Regions from separate parts of the Mus musculus genome. Here all the other regions are linked to region 3. The links are chromatin contacts, called in public promoter capture Hi-C maps. All regions are on one chromosome and are shown on one strand. The core of a region is the stretch at or near the end of the contact, and the rest is flanking DNA. Distances in the headings are between cores, read along the strand shown.

The links. Promoter capture Hi-C pulls out the DNA fragments that hold promoters and counts their contacts. Capture Hi-C pulls out chosen DNA fragments and counts their contacts.
Region 1: a contact with region 3 is called in a promoter capture Hi-C map of adipose tissue. The contact joins the promoter of Nolc1 here to the promoter of Bloc1s2 in region 3. A contact is called at or near these places in 2 of 39 promoter capture datasets (liver and pre-B cells) and 1 of 9 other capture datasets (adipose tissue).
Region 2: a promoter capture Hi-C map of liver shows a contact between it and region 3, with 4 times the contacts expected there. The contact joins the promoter of Npm3 here to the promoter of Bloc1s2 in region 3. A contact is called at or near these places in 3 of 39 promoter capture datasets (hippocampal neurons and liver).
Region 4: a contact with region 3 is called in a promoter capture Hi-C map of the SN4741 cell line, with 4 times the contacts expected there. The contact joins the promoter of Fbxw4 here to the promoter of Bloc1s2 in region 3. A contact is called at or near these places in 4 of 39 promoter capture datasets (the SN4741 cell line, hippocampal neurons and liver).
Region 5: a promoter capture Hi-C map of hippocampal neurons shows a contact between it and region 3, with 2.6 times the contacts expected there. The contact joins the promoter of Oga here to the promoter of Bloc1s2 in region 3. A contact is called at or near these places in 4 of 39 promoter capture datasets (hippocampal neurons, liver and pre-B cells) and 1 of 115 datasets of contacts at active chromatin or transcription factors (pancreatic cancer cells).
Region 6: a contact with region 3 is called in a promoter capture Hi-C map of liver, with 4 times the contacts expected there. The contact joins the promoter of Lbx1 here to the promoter of Bloc1s2 in region 3. A contact is called at or near these places in 2 of 39 promoter capture datasets (both in liver).

Annotation. Positions count from the first base shown.
Region 1 is chr19:46,074,403-46,077,220 of GRCm38.p6, forward strand. It overlaps Nolc1 (nucleolar and coiled-body phosphoprotein 1), which reads left to right and starts at 1,445. Exons shown (of 13, transcript NM_001039353.2): 1 at 1,445-1,747. The coding sequence starts at 1,628. RefSeq lists an enhancer at 1,354-1,425 and cis regulatory regions at 1,367-1,373, 1,396-1,402.
Region 2 is chr19:45,748,274-45,751,014 of GRCm38.p6, forward strand. Npm3 (nucleoplasmin 3) reads right to left here and starts at 1,292. Exons shown (of 6, transcript NM_008723.2): 1 at 1,166-1,292; 2 at 784-869; 3 at 477-596; 4 at 273-366; 5 at 1-7. The coding sequence starts at 1,283. It overlaps Oga (O-GlcNAcase), which reads right to left. Exons shown (of 16, transcript NM_023799.4): 16 at 1,982-2,741.
Region 3 is chr19:44,144,975-44,147,774 of GRCm38.p6, forward strand. It overlaps Bloc1s2 (biogenesis of lysosomal organelles complex-1, subunit 2), which reads right to left and starts at 1,472. Exons shown (of 5, transcript NM_028607.1): 1 at 1,385-1,472; 2 at 967-1,083. The coding sequence starts at 1,442. Pkd2l1 (polycystic kidney disease 2-like 1) reads right to left here. Exons shown (of 15, transcript NM_181422.3): 15 at 2,663-2,800.
Region 4 is chr19:45,658,643-45,661,790 of GRCm38.p6, forward strand. It overlaps Fbxw4 (F-box and WD-40 domain protein 4), which reads right to left and starts at 1,551. Exons shown (of 9, transcript NM_013907.2): 1 at 1,134-1,551. The coding sequence starts at 1,387.
Region 5 is chr19:45,782,225-45,785,075 of GRCm38.p6, forward strand. Oga (O-GlcNAcase) reads right to left here and starts at 1,329. Exons shown (of 16, transcript NM_023799.4): 1 at 708-1,329. The coding sequence starts at 906.
Region 6 is chr19:45,235,506-45,238,481 of GRCm38.p6, forward strand. Lbx1 (ladybird homeobox 1) reads right to left here and starts at 1,336. Exons shown (of 3, transcript NM_010691.6): 1 at 1,126-1,336; 2 at 1-136.

The DNA of each region.
Region 1 (2,818 bases), core at 195-2,694, 1.9 Mb after region 3:
TCCCCTTCCACCTCCTTATCTCTCTCTATCCCCCCTCTCCCTCTTATCTTCTCCCTCTCTCAGACATCTGCAATTTTTGCCTCTCAACTCTGGGTTTAAAATCATTAGCCTCCGGGTGTGGTGGCTCATGCCTTTAATCCCAGCTTTCGGGTGGCAGAGGCAGGCGGATTTCTGAGTTCAAGGCCAGCCTGGTCTACAAAGTGAGCTCCAGGACAGCCAGGGCTACAGAGAAATCCTGTCTCGGAAAAACAAAACAAAACAACAACAAAAAAATCATTTGCCACCATACCTATGAGAATAAAAGTTTTCTCAACTGGGGTTAGTGTCTATTAAGTGTCATTAAAGCTCACCAGTTTGGTTTTGATCACCATCTTGGTTTGTGAATTTTTTTTTTTTTTCTTTTTTTCCGAGACAGGGTTTCTCCGTGTAGCCCTGGCTGTCCTGGAAGTCACTTTGTAGACCAGGCTGGCCTCGAACTCAGAAATCCGCCTGCCTCTGCCTCCCGAGTGCTGCGATTAAAGGTGTACGCCACCACCGCCCGGTGGTGTGTGTATTTTAAAAAAAACGATTTTGAGGCCGGGCGTGGTGGCGCAAGCCTTTAATCCCAGCACTCGGGAGGCAGACGGATTTCTAAGTTCGAGGCCAGCCTGGTCTACAAAGTTAGTTCCAGGACAGCCAGGGCTATACGGAGAAACCTTTCTGTCTTGGAAAAAAAAAAAACAAGCCAAAACAAACAAACAAACGATTGTGTATGCATAGAAGCACCTCTGGGAAATAGGATAACGGGTCCTTTTAGAAGGAGCGCCTGTTTTGAGGAAAGTAAAAGAAAGGTATTCACCGGAAGTGCATCTTTATTGCTTCCTGACCTGGACAGTAGCTGATACTGAAGTTTTCCGAATTCACTGTGACTTCTTTCTTTAGGAAGAAAGGATTTTTCTTGATCTTTTCCCTGGGATGGTCCCGTGTTCCTGTTCTCCGAATTGTAGATGGGAAGGATAACTGTCTTGTAACCTAGCTATGACTGACAGACAATGTGGGGTACCAACACCTTGTCACCACAACTTTTAGGATCCTCTGATTTGAGTCTGGGTCTGGGTGGTATCCTGAAGGACTTCACTGGGTGTGAAGGGAGGGAGGAAGCCATTGTCCGTGGGAGTTTGAGCAGTAGGTGACACCTCTAGAAGGGTTGAAAGAGCCTCGAGTTCTCCAGTGCACCCATTATTGTTAGTCCATTCAGTACTGTGAGGTCTCAGTAGCAGCCAGGGCTTGGAAATCTACAGTAGGAAGAAGCCCATTCAGCAAAGGTAATGCGCGGGAATTTGCAAGTTTTCCCGCCTCGGACAGGAGCGTGGCATCTGACGTAGAAGCTCCGCCTCCTTAGTGGGCGGCTCGTGGGCTCCGCCCCCTGCAGGATGATGACGCGTGTGGGACCGGAAGCAACTTCTAGATTTAGTCTGGGTCTCTCCTCCCGGGTGGAGGGTACGCGACCTCGTGTGCGCCACTCTTTTCCGCTGCGCGCCGCGCGCGACTTGATGACGACACTGGACCCGCCCTCGACCCGGGCTGTGCTTTGGTGTTCTTAAGTCGTGCCGCGTGCGCAACGGTAGTGACGCGTTTTACCCGGAGCATGGCGGATACCGGCTTGCGCCGCGTGGTTCCCAGCGACCTTTATCCCCTTGTGCTCAGATTTCTGCGGGATAGCCAACTCTCGGAGGTGGCCAGTAAATTTGCAAAAGCGACCGGCGCTGTGAGTCCTTGGTTTGGTCTGCGGGCCGGGGTGGGACGACTCTCCGAGCTAATCTAGGCCTTGTCGGCTTTAGAAGTTAAGGAGGCGAGGGCTGGGGTCTGTCAGTCCGTTGTCTGCCCAGCTTCTCTGCGGACCTTCCTCAGGCTGGAGGTCTCGGTGTCTCCTTCCACCATGTCTGACTAGCTAGCTCCGAGTATTACGGCTTTTACTTGGTGTGAGTTTTTGCAGCGGTGACAGGCATGGGTCCCTCGTGACCCAGGACATGTGGCGCTAGATCCCTCCGGGAGCATTGGGTTGGCGGTGCGTGGTTCTTCTGTACTTTTTGTTGGACTTACCCTTAATTGCAGTTTTACCTGAGACTCAAAGATTTTAGTAATGAAGGCTTGGATTCTATTTATACACTTGTTTGTTTTTACAAAAGAAGATGAGTGAGTGCAGGGATAAATTGCGAAGTAATGATAGCTAGGACTTCATATTGTATTTACTTATTTTTTTAAAAAGAAAAAAATGAATGAGTGTGGTGATAGGTTGCTTTCAGTATACTCTAGGAGTAGTGAGCGTCCGCCTGTGTTAAGTTGGCACTGAGCTTGGAGCTCCAGGTAGTGATGTTAGGCCAGGCTCTGCGGCTTTCTGCATGTATGATCCCAGCAGCCTTTTGTTTGAGACAAAGTTCATGTAGTCCTTGTGTAGTGGAGGATGGATATGAACTTCTGTACCTCTTGTCACAGCCTCTTCATGCTAAGTGCCTTACTGCCCTGCAGCACACTTTGTATACCATACTGGCCTTGAACTCAGCTCAGTCTCTGTCTACCAAGTGCTGGGATTAAAGGTGTATATCACCATGCTCAGCCCAATTTACAGCTTTTGAGTGAATGAGACTCACTGAGAGAAAAATGCACAAAGTAGTAACTCCATTGTAGGCACACAGGAACATGGGGTGAGTGACAGCTGTTATGTAAGAGCAAAATGTTTACTCTGCACCTTAAGAAAAGCTGTAGCGGGCTGGAGAGACGGCTCAGCAGTTACGACCACTGACTGCTCTTTTAGAGGTCCCGAGTTCAATTCTCAGCA
Region 2 (2,741 bases), core at 42-2,541, 1.6 Mb after region 3:
ATACAAACTGGTGGATACACAAGGATAGAGCCACTCATTCAGCTGCTAGGCTGACAGGGAACCTCATCTCCCAGAGTCCCCAAGTCTAGATGGAAAAGAGCCCACCCACCTCGCTGGAGTTGGACCCCTGGGGCAGGCAGGGTACAGCAAGTTCCCAGGCCTGAAGGAGGCAGTGGGAGGCACAGAATACTGGAACCATAGCCTGAGATGCAGGACACACTAGGAGATGAGACTGGGGTAAGTCGGGAGTGGAGAGGGCCCACTCTTCTCACCGATCTGATGCCGGCCAGTGATCCGAACTGGGCCAGAACCGGACTTCAGGCGGAAGGTGACAGGTGGTTGGAGTTGGAAATCATCCACACTGAGCTGGAAGACAAGAATGACGGGCTGAGCCGTGCTGGCCCACCCACTTGGAGATCAATACCGAAGTTCTCAGTCCCACCAGACTCCGAGAGGAATGAACGGCTCCAACTCACCATGGGCTGGCAAGACAACCTGAGGTTGGCCACAGGAACTGCAATCTCCTGATTGTCGTGATCCCGGGCCACAACTTCCACCACATTACACTCGTCCGTGGCCCCCTCGGTAAGGCACAGCTGAAAGGCAGGCAGAACCTCAGCGTCTCAAGTGAGGGAGGGCTGACACCAAAGCCAAGGCGTCTTACCCCAAAATCGGCCTAGTCCCAGTGGCACCGGATGCGGGGACCAGAGGGTGGAGGAGAGGGGCGACAGGCGGAGTGTCGGCTAGCCCCCCGCATCTCCAACTCCCTCTGCGGCCCCTTACCATGTTCAACGCCAGCACGTGCTCCGTGTCATCCTCCTCCTCAACCTTGAAAGTGAAGGAGCGGGTGTGGCCGGAGAGCTCACAACCTGCAAGAGCCAGCGAGTGTCGCCTGGGTACACGCGTGGAGGGGACAGCGCGCGAGGACGCTCCACAAACTCCGCTGTCCCCTCCACCCGGCCATGTGCCGCGGCGGCGGGGGGGGAACCGGCCGCTTGCTCGCCCAGAACACGTGGACGGGCATCCCACTCGGGAAGAACCGGTTAGGGCGAGCGAGCGAGGAGCCCTCGGCCCACAGCTGCGCCCGGCCACAGCGGCGCCCGGCCGCCTTCCTCGGCCACGCCTCACCCGCCCCGTACCACTCTGCCACTCCCGCGTTCAATACCGAAGAAGAAACTGTCCATTGTGACCGGGGCCGGGACCCTCAGGCCCCCGACGCCCCCAGCTCGGGCTCGGCTCTCTTGGTTCAAGAACGCTAAAGCAGCCGCCGCGCCGGCCGCCATGCTGAAACGGCCGTGAGCGCCCCGCCCCCCGCCTCAGCCAGTTCCGGTCCCGCCCATTAAAGGAGCCGCGCTCGCCACACGAAGCAGGGAGGAGCAGTCGTCGCCTCTTCCACGAGGACAGGTAACAAGGCCCCAGAAGAAATCTCCACGAGGGCTTAAAGTTAGCGTCCACTCACTGAAGCCCCTTCTTCCAACCCGGGGATATATACATACAGATGTTAGTGTAAACCTTTCGTATCTCCTTTTTCAGTAAACTTGGGGTACGGAGCAGCCATTTTTACTCACACCCCCCCCCCCCCCCCCCCCCCCCCCGCTTCCTGATCATGCTGGAGGCTTGACAGCCAAGACCTAAACTCAGATGTGGAGATCAACTACTGTTCATAGTACAGCCTCCTCTTTAGGCGACCCACCCCCCCCCTCCACCACCAAAATTCCTTTATCTAAGGAAATGAAGCCATGTTCCAGTGAGGAACTCTGTGACACCCCCCCCAACTTCACACAAATTTTACCTGTAGTAAACAGAGCAACTTACTTAAAAACAAAAACAAATGTACTTTTCTGAGAAAAATCTTTGCTGTGGAAGGCAGGAGGGCAGGGCTGTCTTCAATCCAGCCTACACTGAAATAGCTTCGGATACCTAAGGGATCAAGAGATGTGAGGGAAAAAAAGGGAGAACCCAGAGAAAAAGCAGCACAGCACACATTCACTTCAAGTTTTATTGTGCCTCTTGCATGGTCTGCAGATAGGTTTACAGTTCGTTTTCTATAGGAACTGAGCTGTGATCTAAACAATGAAATGTTATTCCAACATTAATAAATATTCATAACCATGGAAGATGGCAGAGCACTTTATCCTACAGCAATGACAGTAGAGACCTGGACATGTTTTCACTTATGTCCAGAAGATCATCCCATGTGATTATTGAAAGCCAACATTAAACAAAAAGCAACTTGTTCAATTCCTGATTCCGTATGAAACTCTGAAACGCTCTGAATAAAACCTTGTAATTCTCACTGAGGCATGAGATGGATTCAGAACGCTAAGGAACATTAAACGGTCTTAATATCTAGTAACAATTTTGCCCCTCACCCCAGCCTTCAAAACCAACCTTGACTTAGGTTTCACAGCACATCCTATCGCAAAGGTTCGCACCCTAAGGAGGCGGCACATTTCAGCACACTCTTGGGCCTCTGGTTCTTGGGCCTCCCTGGGTCCACTCTATATAGTGCTAAAAGACTACCTCACAAGCTCACACTGGAGTTCTAGAAAGGAAAATGTTTCAAGCTCCCTCTTCTCTCTCCCCCCTCAGCTCAAAGTTCAAAAGCTATGTAGAACTGGAGGAAAGCAAGGTAACAAAAGACTGTTGAAAATCTATGACGTTACTAGATAGCTAGCCATGATTAAAGAATAATAATCCTGCAGACACTATGTGCCAGCTTCATGCTCAAAACCCTTAAA
Region 3 (2,800 bases), core at 222-2,721:
ATCACACTAAAGGACCAGCCAGTGGTGACACAAACCAGATTATCCAGTCTTCTTAAAAGGCTGCAAAACCCTGGTCAAGTAGAGCCCTACTAAGTAAGTTACGATAGACTTCAGAATTTGTGGGGAGAACCCATATATCTGGATTTTTGTTACTTGGTCTCTCTTGCTCAAAAATAAGTGAACGATCAGGCAGAGAAAATCTGCGACTTACAACCCCCCAACTTCTCTACTAAACCTTTCCTCATAGATCCTGGTTCACAAATTGGGCTCACAGAAAAATTTCCTGGGGTGGGGCCTGTGAGAGGGCCCTTGCTACCAAGCCTGAAGATCAGAGCGTGGTCCTCGTGACCTACGTGGTCTAAGAAGAGGACCAACTCTCGAAAGTCGTTCTAAGCCACACACACACACACACACAGAGAGAGAGAGAGAGAGAGAGAGAGAGTAATTTTTTCACAGAGCAGTGAAACAGTATAAGTTCTTATGTCACCCCAGAAGGTCCAGCCTCTGCTTTCTGACTCTGCCTCAGACACAGACACAGATGCAGACGCAGGGACACTGAACTAAAATCTAACCGTGTCCCACGGGTGGGTCAGCAAATCTTCAGACTAACCTTCAGGTTTCATCAAATGCTTGCTTACTCCAGCTCTTTTACTAACTGGACTGTTTCACGTACCCCCCCCCTTCCATTTCCTTCACAACTCTGCTTAAAATATACTTCTCCCCCGGCGGGGCACTTCTGGACTAACAGTGTGGAATTCTTGTTGTTGGCCTTTATGACAAGAGGCCTGCAGATTTGTGTTTCAAAAGTGGTTGGTGTGCTTCCCTGGGGAAAGACAAGGGGGAGAGCGGCTCCTTTCCTCCCATTCAACCATGGACTGACCAGAGGCTGCTAAAGCACCATTCAGATTTCCGTGAAGTCAAATGCAAATACACAGCTGGGATCAGCCAGAAGGGGTTGCGTATCACCTGTCAGTTCCCCAGTCAAATATGTGGCCATTTTGGAGAACATGTCCCGGCAGAGCTCATTGATGTCAGCTTCGGCAGGCTCCTTTGCTTCCTCGGCTGTCTCCACCGCAGCATCATCTGGCAAGGTGTGGGTGGGAGGTGAGGAGTAAACGTCCTATCCCCAGACCTAATCCAGCCAAAGCGGACGGTTCCTAAGTCCCTCCCGACTTGGGCTCCCGCCGCCTTCGTTCTCCTCCTGCCACCATCCCGTCCCTTCTCCTCGCACCCGCCCACCTGAAACGCCAACTCCGTTCCCATGCTCAGGAGCTAGGCTTTCGTCTCAGTGCCCTGACTGCGGTAGACAGGTCCACCGGCTCCTGCATCCGGACCTAGCCTCCCCACCATCAGCCGCCGCATCTCCATCCACACAGGGTAGTACCTCGAGGTGGCTGCTCCTCCCGTCGCGTCGCCGGGACGCCCTCCGCAGCCGCCGCCATGCCCGACCCAAGGCTGCTTCCGGTTCTAAGGGCATCTGCGCGTGCGCCCCGCGGGTGCCCCGCCCCGCCGCTTGCTCACAGCTTCCTTGCTTTGATCGGCTTGCCCAAGTCACACCTCAAATAAGGACCTTTTATCAAAGTCCAAGCATGAAGCTGAAACTGAAGCTAAGGCTATTGCGAATTAGCCCGTTACTGAGATCACAGTACCTGGTTGGCAATGCGTTCGTCCCTGCAGCCACACTCTAGAACGGTCACTTGTGCCAGCCACGGCCTGTCTTGGGTTGTGGACCCATCATAACATGTCAGCTAAAGTTATTGGAGAGAGGTGGCCTCCTCCCCAGACACCAGCACCCTGACATGTTTTGTTCATCAAAGAATTGTTCAGGGATTCGCTTTTACAGGGTGTCTCCCACAAGATTTCGGCCTTGAATCTTCTTTTTTTTTTTTTTTGGTTTTTCGAGACAGGATTTTTCTGTGTAGCCCTGGCTGTCTTGGAACTCACTTTGTAGACCAGGCTGGCCTCAAACTCAGAAATCAGGGATTAAAGGCATGTGCCACCACCGCCCGGCTTTGGCCTTGATTCTTGATGGAATCTCCCTTACCTTTCCCATAGGCCTTGGACTAGTATCAACTCTCTGACTCACATCTCTTGAAGTGCAAGCTAGCCCCTAATGTTTAGTTGAAAGGACCTCTCTTGAAGGAAACTTCCGACGTCACTGACACATAGGTTATCTTGATTATACTTAGTTGTTGCACGCGTCTAGCGGGTTTACGGAATGCTTGGGGGAGGGGGGTGGTGAGAACAGGTGGGGGTGACAGGGATGAATAGAAGGCTCAGTGTGAGGGAATGAGAGTCACTGGAGAGGGGGAAAGAGGTGTGTAAGGGTTTTCAGGATGCAGGCTCCTGAGCATCCAAAATCTTAAGTGTAGAGTTTTTGACTAAGTTTAACTTAGTCTTGGTTATCCTCTAATCTCCTCTCTGAAGACTGATTCTCCCTAGACTGATTCTCCTTCTCTCCACTCCTTTCTATAGGATAATCAAAGTACCCGCCGTTTCAAACATTCCTATGAACCAAGGCTTCTTATTTCAAGATTGCTGGGAGAAGCAACCTCCCTGAGATTGACATGGCCCCCAGTACATTCCAGAGAGTGTACAACAATGTCTTACACTCTTATCCTTCTCTCTTCTCTCAATAGCCCCAGAAGGAAATGCAAAGACGTGGTTTTCTAAAGAATTTTATTGCTAATCACCTTGGAACCTCACATTGTCCTATGACGAAGAGAGCCAGAGACCACCACATATTAGTCCAAAAGATCAATGAATCCTGATAGCCTTTCTGGCTTGATTCCTTCAGGTT
Region 4 (3,148 bases), core at 301-2,800, 1.5 Mb after region 3:
CCCACTAAAGATGTGGTTTAATTCTCTCATCAAACCGGCTCACTCATTCTTTGCTGGTATACTGTGACCTCTGCCCATCAAAACCTTTAATCCAATAGTGGCTACCTTGAAATTTTTATTCTAAGGAGTTAATTCAAGACAAATTATGTCATGGCGTATGACATACCTCCAAATCTATTACATCATTCATTAAGCATTCATTCTGTTAGGATGGGGAAGTGGGGTGGGGGGTGGGGGGTAGTAGGGTTAGGGGGTGTGCAACTGAAAAACTTTTAAAATGGAAATAGGAGTGCATCAAATGATCATTTCTTACGGTTTTTTAAAACTTTATTATATTCGCATATGTTACAACAAAGCAAGAGCAGGGTGCAGTCTGAAAGCGTTTATCCTGACCAGTTCTGTGACTGTCATACACGCTCTCCCCTTCCTGTTTAACAGCCTGAGTGTTTTAGGAATGGTTTGCATCCACGGGTCTCAGATATTACTAGGTCAAACTGCCTATCTTGGATACCGCCTACCCCAAATCCAACTTGATGCCTCACACAGACATCTTTTGTGGGTCCTTCCACCTGAATTAAGTCCTAAAATAGGTTGACAATGGAACTGAAAGGTTTTTTTGTTTGTTTTTGTTTTTGTTTTTTTAAGGTTCTGAGCCCTTTTCTGCACATTTAATTTGATCTGAGCCCTGAAACCTAACAACCTTTGAGAGGGTGGGCAGGACGAAAGGCCACAAAAACCACGTTGGTGGACCTGGGCCTGGGCCCTAGAACCAGCAGGAGTCACCCTTCAGGTCCTGTCTGTCGCACAGGACACAGGGCAAGGAACCCAGGGAGCCAAACCTTTGGGAATACTCATTTTAGGATGGCTAACTGTGAGTAGCCGCCCACGGGGGAGGGTGCCGACTGAGGAATGCTCTCCGGAAGTTTCCTCGGGTTGGGGAATCTTGAAGAGGGGTGACACCAGTATTCCTCGAGGGTGCTGGGGGAGGGGAGAGGGAGGGGGTGGGGGGCAAGTCTGGGCTTCAGTATTCCGGGTGCCACACGGTCCCGAGCCGACCAGGCCTCGGCGCCCCGCCCTTTCCCAGGACGCTGGCCGGCCCGGGGCGGGGAGCGGGCGGGCGAGCGGGCGCTTACAGGTCGGTGCCGAGCCGCGTGAAGCCGGTGTTGAGCGAGGCCCGGGCTATCGGGCGCCAGAGCAGGTCGCAGCTGGTGAAGCGCCGCAGCCAGCGGCAGACTTGGGCCAGGCGGCCGAGGGCCCGCGTGTCGAGGTAGGAGCAGATGAGCAGCAGCAGCTCCTCCGGCAGGCGCCAGAGCGCGGGCCCCGCGGCCGGACGGGTGGCCGGCTCCACGGCCGCCGCTGCGGCATCCTCCGCCGCGTCCTCCGCCATGGCCGTCCGGGTTCCCGGGATGCCGCCGCACGCCTGAGGTCCCTGCTCCTGTCCTCTCTCCAGGCTGTCGTCCTCCCGCCGCCCGGCCCCGACCCTCCGCTCCTCCTTCCCCGGCTCTGCGCTGCCCTCATCCCGCTTCCCGGAGCTTCTCGGCCTTTCCTCCTCGCCTCCCTCGCCTTCCTGTCCCCGGCCTGCCTCAGCCGCCGGCCCCGCTGCCTTCCTCTCCGGCTGCAGGCCCGGCTTTCCTTCCGCCCCGCTTCCTCTTCCGCCGTGCCCGGTACCTGCTTTCCCCTTCCCTTTCCCTTTCCCTTGCTTTCCCCGCGCGACCCTCGCCTCCTGCAGTTTCCTCGCCTCCCCGCCCTCGCCTTCCCTGGGCCCGCGGTTCCCGGGGGGACCCGAGCGGCCCTGGCTGCTCATGAGCGGCCGCGGGGCCGGCTCGACGCACAGCCGAAGACGCCACCGCCTCCTCGAGAGGAGGCGACACCACGTCGGACCGGGTCACATGGGGCGGCGCGGGCCCAAGCCGAGACCCGCCCCTCACGCCTGTATTTCGGGGTGCGAACCCCAACCTGGTCACTGACATCCCCATCTTCTGGAGCACCAGGAACATCTAGTTGAAGCGTGTGTCTTCAAGACCGGATGGAGAAAGCGAGCTTGATGGCTCTCGTCTGTGATCCCGGCATGAGGCTAAGGCAGGAGGATGGCCATGAGTTCAAGGCCGGCCTGGCCTACAGAGCAAGAGACTGTCCAAATTAAAAAGACAGAGACAGACAGACAGACAGATTGCTGAAAGGTTCACAGAAAACTCCCACCTACGTCACAAGAGGAGCCTGTGGCTTCAGGAACTATCAAAGTTGAGCCTCTGCCCTCAAGGGGCCTTTTGGTCCCATGAGGCTTCCTCTTCCCCAGGTTGATGCCTTCTTTCCACAAGCCACAAACCAGATTCTTAAAAAAATGCAAGCCAGACGTTAGAAAGTTCCATTGCCCTTGGTCTCACGAAGGATGTCAACCAAGGTCCTGTAGGTTGTCCCAGTATGATTCGACAACAATGAGGGAGGTAAAACCAACCTTCTAGATCCTGAGTCCGCAGCTCCCAAACGAAGCAGCACGTGGCCAAGCAGGGGTTTTTTAGTAGCCGTTACATAGGCAGAGCTGAATCTACAAGATTACTAGGGATCCGTTTCCCATACCACCCACTGGATCCACCTGAACCAATCTAAGCTTCAGAAGTACAGATCGATGCTGTCCCATTGGATCTGTGGGGCCACTTTAATCACATGTGGCTTCTTTCTGTGTGTGTGAAAGGCAGGGTCTCCAGGTCTGAGCGTGCTGTAAGCATAAGTGAGGTACACAGCTGATTTTGAAGAGCTAGACAGGAAAAAGAATGTGAGATGTCTTACATAATTCTAAACTACATGTTAATTATTAGTAGTCTGGACATACTGAACTGAATTCAGTATATTTCGTATAATTGTTAGAAATCTTTGTATTCCGTGTTATTTCTCTATTAGACAGCACTTAGGAAGTAAGACTTAGGAGAGCCAGGCGTGGTAGAACATGCTAATAGTCCCAGAGCTGAGGAGCCAGAGGCAGGCAGATCTCAGGCCAGCCAGGGCTACATACTGAGACCCTGTCTCCAAAAGGGGGGAAAAAGGCAAAATAAGTTTCCTTTTCTTGACTCTATATAAGAACCAAGGAGTGGTGGGACACACCTGTAATCCCAGCACTTTAGGAGGCAGTGAAATCACAATTTAAAGGCCA
Region 5 (2,851 bases), core at 79-2,578, 1.6 Mb after region 3:
TTCAACTGTAAATGAGAAGACAGAAATTAAGACTTTCACTGAATTCTAACTCCACATAACAGATGCTCTGAGATATGATATACTGGTATTTACACACACTCCCAAGTCAAAAAAACAGCAATTGTTAAAGGATGATACTTTTCTGGGCTACAAGTGAGTCTTAAGAGGTGAAGGAGGCTTACAGGCTAACAAAAATAAATAAATAAAAATAAAAACAAAACAATTTCCTAAGCCTGAAGGAATCTGTAATATAATAAGCTGACTGCGCTCCTTCACGGGTAAAAACGTGCCTGTGAGGGCTGATTTTTTTTCCCCTTACAAGGATAGGGGCGGGGGATGGGAGCGCTGCACAAATTTCAACTGAAAGCAGGCATCTCTGCGGACTAAGATCCCAAGGTACAAAGAAGTGAAGCCCACAGCCGGACCACAGGCTCCTTCCTTGCCACCGCCTCCTCCTCCGACAAATCTGTGTGGCTCTAAGCCAGAGGAGGGTGGGGTCAGGCTCCTCCATAGCCCGGAGTCGCCGAAGCCGTGACATAGCGGAGGGTAAAGAAGTGTGCCCACCGTCTGTCTCCTCCCCGTAACCCCGTGTGAGCAATGACGGACGCCTCCCGTCCTGGGGGCGGGGAACTGCGGGAAAAGTCACCAGCACGCCCCTCCCGGGGACGGAGGCTGAACACCTACGCGGGACTGGAAGGCCAACTCACCTTCCACGACACCGCACAGGAACCTGCGGGCCCCTCCGGCCGCCCCGACCACGGCCGCAGCCCCGGCTCCCGATGGGTTATCTTCTCCGGGGGCGGGAGCTACCGACTGCTCCAACGAAGCCCCCGAGGCGGCGGCAGGGTTGGCGTTGCGCTCGCTCTCCCGCTCCTCCAGCGCCGCCTGGCTCTCCTTCTGCACCATCCTCCTGCCGCCGGCCACCGCTCCCCTTCGGCCTCGGTCCGTTGGGCCAAAGGCCCGGAGCCCTGCAAAGGGGCCGCGGCTCCGAACGCGCGCCTCCGGGGCTCCTTCCCCTCCCCCTCCGCCCTTCCCCCTTCCTCTCGGCGGGGGCCCGGAGTGCCCGGATGAGAAGGGCGGCGGCACCGGCTCGAGCCCTTTGTCAGCCGCTGCCTCGCCCCGCGCTGGGAGCCGGGAGCCTAAGCGGAGGGCGAGGCAGCCGCCGCGTCTCCACGGAAGGAGGACCGAGGAGGCGCCTTCGCTCGTCCTCCACGCCCGCCGCCCTCCGGACAGCCCGGCGTCTCCGGCTCTCTTCCCCCACCGGAGTCCCTAAGCAGCTCCTGCCGCTGCCTCTGCCGCCCGCTTCCTGTTTATCCGCACTGCGCCTGCGCTACAGACCGGCTCAGACCGGTCCCCAGCCCGGCTCCCCCGCCTTTCCTTGGGATAAGCCCATTGCGCTTTATTTGCTAGGGGAGAAAAAGGACAAAGGGCGCCGTGAACACCGCGGAGGTGTGCGGCGGTGGGACGTACCATTTTGGCTCGCCACCCTCCGGGATGAGCGCCACACTCTGGGTCGGACCATTACCCCACCCGGAGGAGGGGAACATGGGAGAATGCGGCCGGCCGGGGAGTTTGGGAGGAAGGGGGGGGGGGGGGGCGGAAAGGAGGTGTTTACCCTCTCAATGCGCAGGCGCCGGGACGATACTTCTAGTTCTTAAAGTGGTAGGAGACACTGACCTACTTTGGAGATTGTTGTACCAGTTTGGCTCATCGGGGCTGCCTGACCCACGTCTGCTTCTGTGAAGACACCATGCCAAGGAGCTCAGCTCACGCCTCTGTCCTGACTCATTGTTTCTTCTATCCTGTCTTCGGAGTTAACCGTGTTTTAAATTGAGCAGTCAACTGTTTTATTGAGTTTGCCTCATCCTGGGCTGTTGGGACCATTATGACCTCATAATATGGTTAAAACCTGCTGTTACGTCTCTGCCTGATTGAGCCCTACGTTTGTTTTGGGAGAGGCTGTGGTATGAAATTCACCAGACTACGTATGGAGAAGAAAGACTGCATTCCAAGCACAGGGAAAACAAACGTCTAATAAAAGTAGAAGAGAGTGGAAGGCGAGTTTGTTATGGCGATGGAGAGTGTGCGGTGTGCGTAAGGGACATGACCCTTTTAGCCTTAGCATCAGCATTTCCAAGGAAACCCTGCCTCTAAGGGCTTGCCTCCTGTACTCTAAGGGCTTGCCTCAGAGTACACTTGACATTTTGGTTCCTTAAGGGATCTGCCAGCCAGGCGATGGTGGCGCACCTTTAATCCCAGCGCTTGGGAGGCAGAGGCAGGCGGATTTCTGAGTTCCAGGCCAGCCTGGTCTACAAAGTGAGTTCCAGGATAGCCAGGGCTATACAGAGAAACCCTGTCTCAAAAAGACTAAAAAAAAAAAAAAAAAAAAAAAATCTGCCCTGTTTGGGAACAAACCTCTCATGTTCAATGTTAAGAAAGTAGTCAAACTATTGCATATGCCAGAAAGATTTTGCTGAAGGAACCCTGTTATAGCTGTCTCTTGTATGAGGCTATGCCAGTGCCTGGCAAATACAGAAGTGGATGCTTACAGTCTATAAAATGGAACACAGGGCCCCCAATGGAGAAGCTAGAGAAAGCACCCAAGGAGCTGAAGGGGTCTGCAACCCTATAGGTGGAACAACAATATGAACTAACCAGTACCCCCAGAGCGCGTGTCTCTAGCTGCATATGTAGCAGAAGATGGCCTAGTCGGCCATCACTGGGAATAGAGGCCCCTTGGTATTGCAAACTTTATATGCCCCAGTACAGGGGAATGCCAGGGCCAAAAAGCAGGAGTGGGTGTGTAGGGGAGCAGGGCAGAGGGAGGGTATAGGGAACTTTCGGGATAGCA
Region 6 (2,976 bases), core at 86-2,585, 1.1 Mb after region 3:
AAGCGCCGCGCCGGGCTCCAGTTTCGCCAGCCCCGGTGCTATTTAAAGGTGTCAGGTGGCTCCGCCGCGGCGGCTCCTGGCCCGGGGTCCTGGCGGCGGCAGTTGGAAGAACCGAGGCGAGGGCGCCGATCCCGGACTGCGAGGGGAGGCGGAGAGACGGGGCAATTGACTATTGCTAACAAGTTAGCCTTGATCGAGGAGTAATCAATTATCTGCAGCTGAACTTCTCTTTCTTCGCTCTCCCTTCTTTCTCCTCTCCCTTCTTTCTCTCTGTTCTCTCTCCTCCCTGTCCTCTCTCTCTCTCTCCCTCCCTCCCTCCCTCTCTTCACTCCACTCTGCTCCCCCCGTCCCTCTCCTTCTCTACCTCTCCCTCGCCCTCTCTTTCACTCTCTGTCTGTCCAATGCAGGCGGCTCTAAGTTGGGAAGCTCATTAATTAGCGGGCCGGGGTAGGAGGAGCCGGCTGGAATTAGCCTGCCTAATGCGCCTGTCAGTCCCGGCTCTACGCCGTGCTCGGCCCGAGATGTTTGTAAATTACATTAGAGGTGCCTTTATTGCTCCCGAACCTGGGGTGACTAAAAAGCCACCGCCCCCCACCCCCCACCCCAAACTGAGAGCAGTGCTCTGGGCACACCCGTCTCCCGCCGGCCTGGCCGAGATGGCAGCACCAGCCCGGAGATCTCAGGCTCTGCAAGCCGCAGTTGGGAAGCTTGAGAAGGGTACCAGGATCCCCAGCCGCGGAGTGACGCGGTCGCCGCGCGGGCCAGGTAAGAACTGGAGCCCAGGCGGGTCCTGCTGCTACCCAGTGTGGACTTTGATGATCCCAGATCAAGAAGCCAGCGTCCCTATTCTTACACACTCTTGTCTCTCCCCCCCACCCCCCAACCCCAGCCCTGGGCCGTGAGCCCGAGAAAAGGAGAAGCTGAAGGCTCCGGGGGCTGGCCCCTAGGAGGTCAGAGCGGGCTGCACAGCCTTGGGTGGGCGACACGGGACAGAGGTGGGGATCCTAAGGGCTGGGGGAGGGGAACAATTGGAGGGCTCAGCCTTCCCCACCCGAAGAGGCGGAGGGAGGAGTTGGCTGTTCTGCACGCCTCTCCCCTGATCTGAGCCTGAGGCGGGCGCCCTACCTCCTTCTGCAATCTTGCACACTCTTTCCTCCCGCCGTGGCTCTCGGGGCAAGCTAGGGCCACCACATGTCTGATGACGGACGTCTGACGGAAACTCGGCCGGGTGTCGGGGTTACCCGGGCGGGTTCCGGGCTTCCCCGCTGCTCTCTGCCCCGGCCAGGGCCGGGGCCCCGCTGCCCGCCCCGCCCAGCCGGGCACAGGGCTTGAGTGTACAGCACGGCCCGACTCCAGCTGTTCCGGATGCGGGGTGGGGGCCGGGAAGGGGCCGGGCCAGGGCTGGGGCTGTGCTCTCAGAAACTCGCAGCGAGGCCGGAGAATCTGGTTGTGGATCCCAGGGCCTGGAATCTCTGAATATTAGGCGAGCATTTTGTGTGCATCGTTATTTGAAAATGTTTGGTTTTCTTTTCTTTCTTTCTTTCTTTCTTTCTTTCTTTCTTTCTTTCTTTCTTTCTTTTTTTTTAACGTGTGTTTTGGCGTGTGGTACTCCGTGTGTCTTTTTTTTAACCGTTTATGGATCTCTGGGCATTTAGGCGGGTTTGAGTCTCAGCTATGCCTTTCTTTTCCCTTAAAACGCGACAGTGGGGCTGTGCTCTGGGGCCCTCTTCTCTCTTGCTACTCCATCTGGTTTATGTTGGGCCCGGATTTTCCACTTCTTCTCTTGGAAAAAGGAGGAAAGTAAGAGGGTGTAGGAACCAGACGGAAGAATACTTCTCCCTTCACTAGCTGCACACATCAGACTTGCTTTGTTTGTAAACTCCTGGATGGTCTGTGTACTCCAGAAGCACAACTTGGGTCAGAGAAAGGTTTCAAGAGCAGCTGGAGAATTTGTGGACCAGGGTAGGGAGTGGGACAGAAAGAATGGGATCCTCCCTATAGGCAGAGAGGGAGGGGGGGGGGGACTTAGCTGGGCTGGGGACTGGAACAGGCTTCTTCGGTGCAGGGGCCTGATATTTATTTAATCATTTGGATTCATGGCATTGTAGCCTTGAGGAGTAGAGAAAAGGATTTGTACCTGGAGTTCCCAGTGTGATGGGGGAACTGGCCTGCTTGGGAATGCTAGAAGCCATCTTTCTACTTCCTTCCCAGACTTCACCCTGCATCTTCGGGAGGTGGGGAGAAGGTAGGGGGTGCTCTGAGGCAGAAATGCTGATAGTAGAGGCTGGAGTTTCCTGAGTGCCACAGATCCATCCCAGGTCCTGATGCAGCAGCATCTCCTGCCTCCCACCTCCCAATCTCTCTGTCATCCCTGATGCCCTGGAAGCCCCAGGAGGTGCTAAGCCTTGTAACAGGAAGGTCTAGGGACTGGTGGAAGGAACAAGAGGGAGAAAGGGCCAGGGAAGCCTTGAAGGAGGGCACAGGGTACATCTGCTCTCTCCCTACTTCCTGCCTTCAGGATCCTGCCCTTCCCTGTTATAACACCAGGCCCTTGATGAAGACTACACCTTAAAGTTAAGCCCAGCGTTGTGGCTCACCTCCCAGTTTCTGAAGACAGGGAGAGTTGAGGATTTCTGAGAAACTGCCGAGAGGGGTGGAATGTGAACTGGGGAGCAGAAAGACCCATGCTCTCTGAGATCTTTGTTCATATCTTGTCAATTTCATTGACGTTCTACAGTCATTTGCTGTTTTACCTCCATGCACCTCCCCTTCCTGCCTTGCCCTATCCTGTGGTTTTGCTTCTTTGGCCTAATTGGTTAGCCCCTCAGCCAGGAGCTCAGCATGCAAGGAGCTGTGGTGCCACCTGGCATTTTGATGTTTCTGTTCATTTTGCCCAGATTAGTTGTCCAGGCCACCTTGAAACCTATTTACTTGCCCTGGCTGCCTCCTTTTCCTGAACCTGAAAGTCTACCCTAT